2 separate regions of the Gossypium hirsutum genome follow, and region 2 is linked to region 1. The links are chromatin contacts, called in public Hi-C maps. All regions are on one chromosome and are shown on one strand. The core of a region is the stretch at or near the end of the contact, and the rest is flanking DNA. Distances in the headings are between cores, read along the strand shown. Region 1 holds the start of LOC107886540 (60S ribosomal protein L27a-3). Region 2 holds the start of LOC107886538 (protein DETOXIFICATION 29).

Region 1 (5,117 bases), core at 1,116-3,615:
AAAAATTGATAATGACTCCTGTTTCCTTAATAGAATTCCATCATTTTAAAAAATTAAAATTTTCATATTTTTCTCAAAAATTATCAAACTATTTTTATTCAAAAAATGGTTTTGACTATGATAAAAATTATATTCTTATGTAAATAAACGTATTTTAATAATAGAAATATTTTACTATAATGATTAAAAAAATTAAGTTTTCACATTTTATTTCATTGACTGTTGTAAACCTTTAAAAATCATTAAAAATAGCTTTTTACAATTGAAATTATTATTGTTATGTTTTATTATGAGATTGGTTATATATATAGTCACTCAATTATTAAATATATTTAAATAAAAAATTTATCATTCCCATTAAAAATTCTAATAAAAATATGAAATGATTTTTTTTATACGTAGATACCACATGACAAAATTTACCGTTGCTTACCACTTTAAACTTTAAAGTACTAAAATATAACCAAAATTAAACATTTTATTACTTTGTAATGAGTAAACAACTAATTCCTGCAACCCAACGCTTATTGTACATAAAAAATAAGCTTGAAATATGATATCACATTACCGCCATTGAAAAAGATGCAACTGTGCTGCAAACATTACTATCCCCAAACGAGCTTCCATCCCCATTACAGATTGCAGGAGAAGATTTCAAAAGTTCCCTAATTCAACAAGAATTTATTTTTAAATACATAGTTACTTGAAGGGGGCTTTAACAAAACTAAAGGTGTGTGCGTCAACCTTACCAGATGAACATGTAGCAATGATAAGACCCTCCAGATAGGGTTTTGGTTTCAGTATCTTAACCACGATCCACCCAAGAATTATTCCAACCAGAAAGGTGAGGCCGATGTTTACAGGCATAAACCACCTGTGAATTTAACGATCAGATTCAAACGAAGCCACATTTGGTACAAAAGTTCTCATGTGTATATGTGCTTTTTCTCTGCTTAATCAACACTTTTGTTTTATTTTAGTGGAGGGTTCAAAAATTAGCTGTTGCATCGATAGTCTGCCTTTCAAAATTTTCAGAGACAAAAGAAGAATAGATGTTTATACTTATTTGTTGAGCAACCATCATTCTACTTCGTTTCTTTATGATGCAAACGGTTGAGCAGAGTGGGGAAGCAGCGGCTGAGTCGACCTGGAGGGGACAACTTAGGACGGTGTTGGGTCGGAACGCAAGCCCAAAAAATAATAAAATGTTCAATTTTGATTAATAATTAGTCCTTTAAAGTTTAAATTGGTATGCAATCGCGAATTGTCATCTGTAAAGGACAATGACCAAAATGATGAACGTGAATTACAATAATTGCGAATTTAAATCACTGAGCCAAAGGCTTACTCCAATCCAGACATAAGCACTTGATAATAATCTTAATTTCAATATCTTTTTTCCAGCATTGATTAGCAAAGGGACCACTCTTGATGGAGATTTTCCAACACTACTCTATCGAAGGAGGAATTACCTCATGTATCATAAAATCTAGAGACGAAATTATGAAAAACATTGTTGACAACAAAAGAATGGCAGTGCATTGGAAGGTTAAGCCAATTTGGGAATGAATGGATTGATACAGAATGTGCAATGGTCTGACGATAGAGATAGCACGAAAAGCTAATAATAATCTCAGTAAAGTATCAAGAATTTCCGCATCTTAACTTAAATCAAGCAAATGCAACAAAGCAAAACACAAGTAAATAAACACCATACCATATATTGTTGAAGCAAAATTAAGAATGTTATGGTAAAATCTCATTTAAAAAATTAAGTCCTAGATGATAATATAAGAGATCCAAAAGCAAAAACCCTAACCTAGGCAGTGAGAACAACCGCCCCACCAGCCTCCTTAATCTTCTTCTCAGCAGTCTTAGATACTAACTTAGCCTTAACCACCATCGGTTGATTCTGGGGCAGCACACCTTTTCCCAAGACCTTAAAGTACCCGAACTGGGTCACGTCGATCATCGGCGCCGAATCCTTGTTGGCCTTTGCCTTCACGTCTTGTGGAACGAGAGACCAAAGCTTGTCGATGTTGACGATGGGGCAGTAAAACTTGTTGCAGAGTTTGTGGAAGTACCTCATACCCACTTTCCCGAAATACCCAGGGTGATACTTGTCGAAGAGGATCCGGTGGTGGTGCATACCTCCGGCGTTTCCTCGACCCCCCGGGTGCTTGCGGTGCTTGCCGATACGGCCATGACCGGCGCTCACGTGGCCGCGCTTCTTACGATTCTTCTTGAAACGGGTTGACATTGTTAGATACTTGGATTGAACGGGACTTCTGAAGCGCGGCTTATAGACGAGAAAAATGAAAATAGGGTTTTGTCAGTTTTTATTGTGTGGTGGACAATGGGGTTTTGCCTTTTAGGGCTTTGTGATTTGATGGATCTAAACAGGGGTTGGCCCTTATCACGTTGGGCTTAAAGGTTCATTTGGATCCTAGAATTGTGATTTTTTTTTTTTATAAATTTGCTGATAGGAGGTTATTTTCATATTTGGGAAAATATATAGATAAATTTAGCATAGGATATATTTTGATTGGGGTTGGGCCTTAAGGTTAGTTTCACATTTGCTCGGCTAATGTGTTCACTACTAATTTAAGTAAACTAATATAATATTAGTGATAAAGTCCAGTAAATCATGTTTCATTTGCTTTTGTTGAAAGGGTTGTAACAAACAACCACAGTTTTTAAGGTAGCGTTGCAGCCTACAAATTGCCTCGCGATACCGGAAAAGCTTAGCTAGTTGAACCATGACAATCAACCGAACACGTCGTTGCGTTAGCCATGTGGATTTCAACACGCTCACTTCCGGGGTACATTTAAGAGCAGGAAAATGAAAGCCCTCTCTTTGCTGAACCTCAAAGCTACAGCCTTGCTTCCCTTCTTGGCAACAGTTTTATTTCAAAGTTACAACTGTGGTTGCAGTGGGAAATTTTGGTTATTGTTTTATAGTCATCTTATTCTTCACTCACTGCTGTATGTATTGTTTCAGCTTCGCCTCAAATCAACACTTAAATCACTGTGGTACCAAGCAAGAAATTAACCTTATGCCTCACTCACTTAATGCATTTCTCATGCTTACGGGTAGACGGTAATAGTACTAGAAAATAAAGAAAACTCGATCAAAGTATCGTCTTCAAAATAATTTTAACCTACATAGTTTAGATCTCAAAATACCAATTACAAAATAAGATGGTCACCAAGTGAATTACCAATTTATGGTTCCATAATAAATGTCTATTTCTTTCCCTTCTACATCCATGAACTTTACCATAACTTCTTGAACACGTACGACCACATTAAGCAATGGCACCACATATAACACACCATTCCCAGATTAGTAAATTGCTAATGTCAATGAAGCAGGGCAGCTAAGACATATGCTTTTCGTACTTTCATTTTGGTCTGCAACACCTATTAATAAGATGGGTTTCAGCATGGAAATTGGGGATTAATGGCTCAACTACGGGCATAATCGAACCGAGCCAAGCCTGAATACTGCCAAGCTTAAGCTCGGCTCAAGATATAATCGAGCTTGATTAAGCTCGTTTACTAATTTCTGAACTCGAGCTCAAGCTCAACTCAATAATTAAGTTTAAGGTTAATAATACATATTAAGGATAATAACGTAATTTAATAATATAAAATTATAAAAAGCTCAATAAGGCTTGCGAGTTTGAGTCAAGTATTACTACGCTCAAAGTTGGCTCGAGGAGAGCTCGACTCGATAATTACCAAAGCAAGTTTGAAGTTTTTTCGAGTTGAACTCAAGTAACTTGTGAGTACCAAGAGACTGCATCGACTAAAATTTATTCCAAAATTCACCAACACAAAAGAAAGCTATCGCTAGTCCCCCATAAGATTCATCATCATAAATTTCCATGCCAAAGTTTTGAATCGCTTCAAACTATGCAGGAAAACCTTAATGGCATACATCACGTACAACAAGCCATTGCACTCGGGGCTATAAGTATTCAACTTAAGTCCATGTCTACCAAAATCTATGGTATGCAACAAAACACAACTAGATGAACTACATATCTCAAAACTTATCACATATAATATCTATAGTTGAGCCAAAATTACGAATGTTAATGCAAAATTTAATTTCAAAATAAGTCTAAGATAATAATATAACAGAGATGCCATTCAGATCTAAAATCAAAAGATCTAACCTAAGCGGTGAGCACAACCGCACCACTAGCCTCCTTAATCTTCTACTCAGCAGTCTTGGACACCAACTTAGCCTTAACCACGACCGGTTGGTTCTCGGGAAACACACCTTTTGTTAAGAACTCAGTAGCATAAACAATGAAAATTGGAAGAAAGGAGAAAATAGATTCAGGAAAATAAAATCAGTTTTTGGTTTTTCATGCCGTTTTTGCTTACAACCGAAATATTAAATAGTAAGTCTTATAACCAATTCAGTAGCAGACAAAATCCGTTAAGTTTTTTGGCGCCCTCCTTTCTCTCACTCCTCTGCGCGGGTGTGTATGTGCCTTATTCTCCAACTGAGCATTCTCCTGCTGCTTCGCCTCCTGCTTAAGAGATTCAGTGTCGACATGGTCAGTAGGATCTTGCATCATGACATCACCCCCCTCTTCAATTGGAACCTTGTTCTCAAGGTTCGAATGGACTTCTTGATGGCCAGCATGGTTGAGTAGCAAGGGTAATGGTGTGACCTGTTATATTGGTTGACCCCGGTGAGGTTTAAGTTGTGAAATGTGAAAGACAGGATGGAGTCGAGCGGATTCTGGAAGTTTCAATTTATACGCTACTGCTCTCACCTTTTTTTCCACTTGATATGGTCCAAAAAAACATAGACTGATTTTTGTTGCCTTCTCAACCAAAGAGATAATTGCCGATACGGTTGTAGGTTTACAAAAGCCCAACTTCCCACTTCCAACTTTAATTCCCTTCGTTGTTGATCTGCCTAATTCTTCATTCTGTTCTGAGCTTGCATCAGATCTTTCTTTAGCACGCGAAGTAACTCATCTCACTCCTGGAGAGCACGGTTAACCCGTTCATTTCTTGGAGCACCTTTTAAATAATCTATCATGAGGGATGGGTCTCGGCCATACAAAGCCTTCAATGGCGTCATGCCTACT
Region 2 (5,117 bases), core at 762-3,261, 250 kb before region 1:
TGAGAGCTATTGTGTTTTCATCTATTGGAGGAACCCTAATTTCAGTCAGAGAACTGCTTTCCTATTAATAGTGGCATTAGGTTTGAAATATTTAAATAAATTAATTATTATCAACATCCTAATTTTAAATGATCTTGAACTATTATTTTATTTTTAAATTACGGATTTAAATTTTATATAATTATTTTTACATCTATAAATAAAGTGTTTTATCAAGAAATTAAGTAAAATCATTTCATAAATCTTTCATCAATAGCTATCAATGCATGTAAGCATTTTTTTAGTACATTACAAACAATGTATAACTAGCATGTGACAGATGACATAGAATTTTTTTTTATTTCAAATGTTTAATTACTTTTAAATTTATATAACATAATAGATTTCTTTTATTTTGGTTTTTAAAAGTCTTGTTTTCATCTTCAATATCCATTTGTTAATCATACCTCAAAATGTAATTTTTAACACAAATTTCCTCTAATTCTGACAATGTTTTGTGGAATCGAGGGATTTGTAAAAACCTGGCCATGTTTTAAACATTCGGTCCCACCAGGTCAGGAAAGCGGGTCCACGTCAGTGCGTTTTATACTGACATGGCAATATGTTACCCCAAGGGTGCGATTTGCTGGCATTTTCCCCCTAAAACGCTCCTACATGGACGCATTTTGCTAAAACCGGCCATTTCCGATAAATAATGTGGAAATTAGCCTATTTTCATAAATATACTTGGAGATGAGCATTTTTAAGTAAATCACCCCAAATAAATAATAACTACAAAACAAAAATATACCTTCAAAATAATATTTGTTGTTGCCTCATTTCCTTCCAAAACAACAAATTCAAATGAATAATAAATATTAAAAAATATTAAACAAATAAATTATAATTAAAAAAAATTACCTTTCAAAAAATTTATTGTTGCCTCCTTTCACACTAATCCCTAAATCAAACATATAATAAATATTAAAACCACATAACAATATATTCCTCCCTTTAAAGCCCTAAACAAAAAAAAATTACAATAATAAAACTTAACCTTTCAAAACTTTTCTTCTCTTCTGTGCTACATCTTCCCATTCTTCTCTTCTCATAAACTGTTAGCTTCTCTTACAATTTTTTTTATTTTTTATTTTTTTTTTACAGCTGAGAGGACCATGGCCCCTCTTTTAAAATTCATTTTTTTCACCCGTGTCTTAAATCAACCCATTTAAGTCATCAGACCCCTTGAGTGTGTGGTCACTTTTGTCGTAGAAAGGTGTCGCCTAACACGATGCCTCCACTAGTGTTGCCTGTCAGGTTACCTCCTCCATACTTTAAAAATTAATTTTTCTTAACCCATATTATAACCGGTATAAACTACATACAAGTGTCGCCTCTTCTACTTCTTCCATCATTTAAATATATTTTTTAACACAAATTATATACTTAATGATAGGGTTATGATTGCTAGCAAAATAAACTATGCCTCCATTGGTGTTGCCTTTCATGTTCCTTTCTCCGGCCTTTAAAAATGATTTTTCCTCAACCTGTATTTTAACCGGTGTAAACTAGATACATGTGTTGCCTGTCCCACTCCCTCCATCATTTAATTATATTTTTTAACACAAATTATATTCTTAATGATGAGTTATGATTGCTAGCAAAATAATGGTGGAGCCGCCACCTTCAAACCCTCCATCCCTAAATAATATTCAATCCATATATTTTGGTAAATAATAGAGATGGAATACTATTTAAAGATTATTTTTATATTATCCAAGTAAAAAAAAAATCCTTTAATCTAATTATAATGTATCCAAACAATTTTAAAATAACAATATAAATATTTAAAATATTAAAATAATGGTCAAAAAGGTTGGGCGAGAAAAAGCGTAAAATATTAACTCTGATTTCGCCCTTGAGAAAAAAAAAAACATTATATTAAGGAGTTGGTCATGCTTTGCAAAATCATTTTATACCAAAGGAATGTTAGACCGAAATTAAGTCATATGTAGCAAAAAACCAAAACATTTGATGGTAGGAAAAATTATGGATAAAATTCATAAAATTCGGTAATTTTTTTAAAAGATAGTGTAATTTCTGAAATGTTTTTTTTTCAACATATTTACATAAATTTCCCGGATTGAATTTTATTTTAAAATTCGAATATAAATTTATACACTTAAAATCTCCAAACAAATCATTCTTCTATCCAAAAATATTATCTACATCTATCTTGGCCGATTGCTCTTTGTGCTCTCATATGGCTATGGAGGATGCTGAGCAACCGCTTCTTTCCCCTCGGCTAGTCGGCGAGGACAGCCACCACCAGGAGCAGTTACTTTCTAGACTATCAAACACCACCTTCACGGCCGGCATCGATGACATCCCACCGATCAACGGCGTCCGTGACTTCTTCAGAGAATACCTGATAGAGTCCAAGAAGCTCTGGTTCCTTGCTGGCCCCGCCATCTTCACATCTCTTTGCCGATACTCCCTCGGCGCTATCACTCAAGTCTTTTCCGGCCAAGTTGGCACTCTAGCTCTTGCCGCCTTCTCCGTGGAGAATTCATTCATCGCCGGTTTCTCCTTCGGCGTCATGGTAAATCTGTAAATTAAATTTCCTTCGTTAATAGTTTTAGTTTTAGTTTTGTTAGCTTAGTTACAAATAACAGTAATCGCAGAATACTTGATTAAAACTTGAATAGCTTGGGATGGGAAGTGCACTCGAAACTTTATGCGGCCAAGCATTTGGAGCAGGGCAGGTTGGTATGTTAGGGGCGTACATGCAAAGATCATGGGTCATCCTCAACTCAACGGCTTTGATGTTAAGCTTGTTATACATATTCGCGTCAAAATTTTTGAGGGTAATAGGCCAAACAGAAAGCATATCGAAGGCGGCCGGAATGTTCGCAATGTGGATGTTGCCTCAACTGTTTGCTTACGCGTTCAACTTTCCGATGGCGAAGTTCTTACAGGCGCAGAGCAAGATCATGGTGATGGCGGTGATAGCAGGAGTGGTGTTGGTTCTGCACACTGTATTAAGCTGGCTCTTGATGCTAAAGCTGGGATGGGGCCTAGCGGGTGCAGCCGTTGTTTTAAATATGTCGTGGATTTTCATAGTTGTGGCTCAGTTTTTGTACATAATTAGCGGCGCTTGTGATCGGACTTGGACCGGCTTCTCTTGGAAGGCATTTCAACATCTGTGGGGTTTTGTTAGATTGTCTTTAGCTTCAGCAGTAATGCTCTGGTAAGTCCCCTAGGCAGAAAAAAACTAAAAATCATTTTTAAAAATGAATTAGGTCTTTTTATTTTTTTTCAAAATATAAATCCCTAAATTTATTATTCCAATTTCAACGTGATTCTATGTGTGAGAAATGCTTTATAACATTTTTAAGAACGAGTTTAAACCCTTTACCTAAAACTTATTTTAAATGCTTAATTTTAATTTCACGTAATTATTTATATAAATTTTAACTTTTTATTTAATTCTCATAAATTATTGATATTGTTATTTATTTCACATCTGTTTACATTTATTTATTTTATATTTATACCGAAAGTTACGTTTCAAAATTGATATAATTTTTTTAAAATATACTTTGAAACAAATACATTGAAAAAAAAATAATTTTAAATTTTGGGCTTTTTAGAATTATTTTTTTAAAGATTTCAGTTGAATACCTACCGTTCATTCATTTTTCTTTGAAATATTTTATATGAAGTTCCAATACAAGACATGACAAGATAGAAACAATATCATTTCTCATTTCACCCTTTTTTTAACCTAGCAATCTTTATAAATTAATTATCAAAATAAATTATTTATCACGATATTTTTTAATATCGCTTAACATATTAATTATATCGAATTATAATATAATTAGTGATTGTAATTATTATATATAAAAATAATTGTTTTAGCTTACGCGGTAGAGTGAGTGATGTTTAATTTGATAATTCTAAGTTTAATTCTTACATATAACATTTTATTATTTATTGATAAAATAATATTATTTGTGGGACTTGAACTAAAATAATATTAATCAGTCAGGCTGACATAAAAAAATATTGTAATAAACAATTCATTTTGATAATTAATTTGTAGGGTAATCATTTTAATATTTAATTATTTATTTTAAATTAAGGGGGTAAAAAATCCTTATTGGACTTTATGACCTAAAAAAAAGGAAACAAGTTTCCTACACTTCAATTTTCTATATCAGTAAAGTATGTACAGCTTTAAATTTCTATATCAGCAGTTCAGTACAAGCTTGTCGGTTTTATTGTTATTAAAATATGAGTGTACTCTTGGGTTTTTTATTTAAATAATAAAAAAGTATTAATTAAGAAAATGGACATATTTTAGATTATTTAGGAGTATTATATGTTTTTTACAGTGAAATTGGATAGGCCGCAGTTATAAAAATAATATCTTAATAAAAATAAATTAAAAAATTTCCATACTTATAGTTCTTTTTTTCTTTAATTTGGAGTGAATATGGTATAATTTTGAATTTTATACATCTATTTTGGGATCTATTTATTTTTATTAACATGTTGTTTTTTTATAGTTGGTCCTCATCTGACACATATTGGTGGTATCCAATTTTATTGTAGAAAATATATTATTCTCATAAGTAATCTATAACATGTGTCATTAATTTTTTTATTAATTTAGGTAAAAAAAACCAGTGTTCTTTTAATAAAATTAAAATTTTGTTTATATACTTTTATTTTTAAATTTTTTTAGATCTTAAAATTTAAATACAAATTAAAATTATTTTATTAAATTTAAATTTATTATCACGTTATTTTTTAATTATATTAATATTAAGTAAATATTGTTTTTTATTTTAAAATATCACATCAATAAAATTTATAAAAGTAAATATAATAATATTAATAATTGAATTTAAATTCTAAATTTAAAAAAATAGATGGTTAGATTCCAGGAAAGGAAGAGAGAAATGGTTAATAAATGTATAAAATGATTTGCAGTTTAGAGGTATGGTATTTCATGGCATTGATACTTTTCGCTGGATACCTAACGAACGCCGAAGTATCAGTGGATCTATCTGGTGAGTGCACTTTTTTTAAGTAATCATTTTAACCACTACTTGTTGATTGTGGGGCAC

The links. A called contact is a pair of places that touch in the nucleus more often than the background predicts.
Region 2: a contact with region 1 is called in a Hi-C map of fibers, with 5 times the contacts expected there. The contact joins the promoter of LOC107886538 here to the promoter of LOC107886540 in region 1. A contact is called at or near these places in 9 of 34 Hi-C or Micro-C datasets (callus, fibers, hypocotyl and 2 more).

Annotation. Positions count from the first base shown.
Region 1 is chrA03:97,138,083-97,143,199 of Gossypium_hirsutum_v2.1, reverse strand. It overlaps LOC107886540 (60S ribosomal protein L27a-3), which reads right to left and starts at 2,365. Exons shown (of 1, transcript XM_016810533.2): 1 at 1,702-2,365. The coding sequence starts at 2,260. The coding sequence ends at 1,820.
Region 2 is chrA03:97,389,472-97,394,588 of Gossypium_hirsutum_v2.1, reverse strand. It overlaps LOC107886538 (protein DETOXIFICATION 29), which reads left to right and starts at 2,011. Exons shown (of 8, transcript XM_016810531.2): 1 at 2,011-2,581; 2 at 2,688-3,229; 3 at 4,981-5,079. The coding sequence starts at 2,243. LOC107886539 (protein DETOXIFICATION 29) reads left to right here. Exons shown (of 8, transcript XM_041109192.1): 8 at 1-132.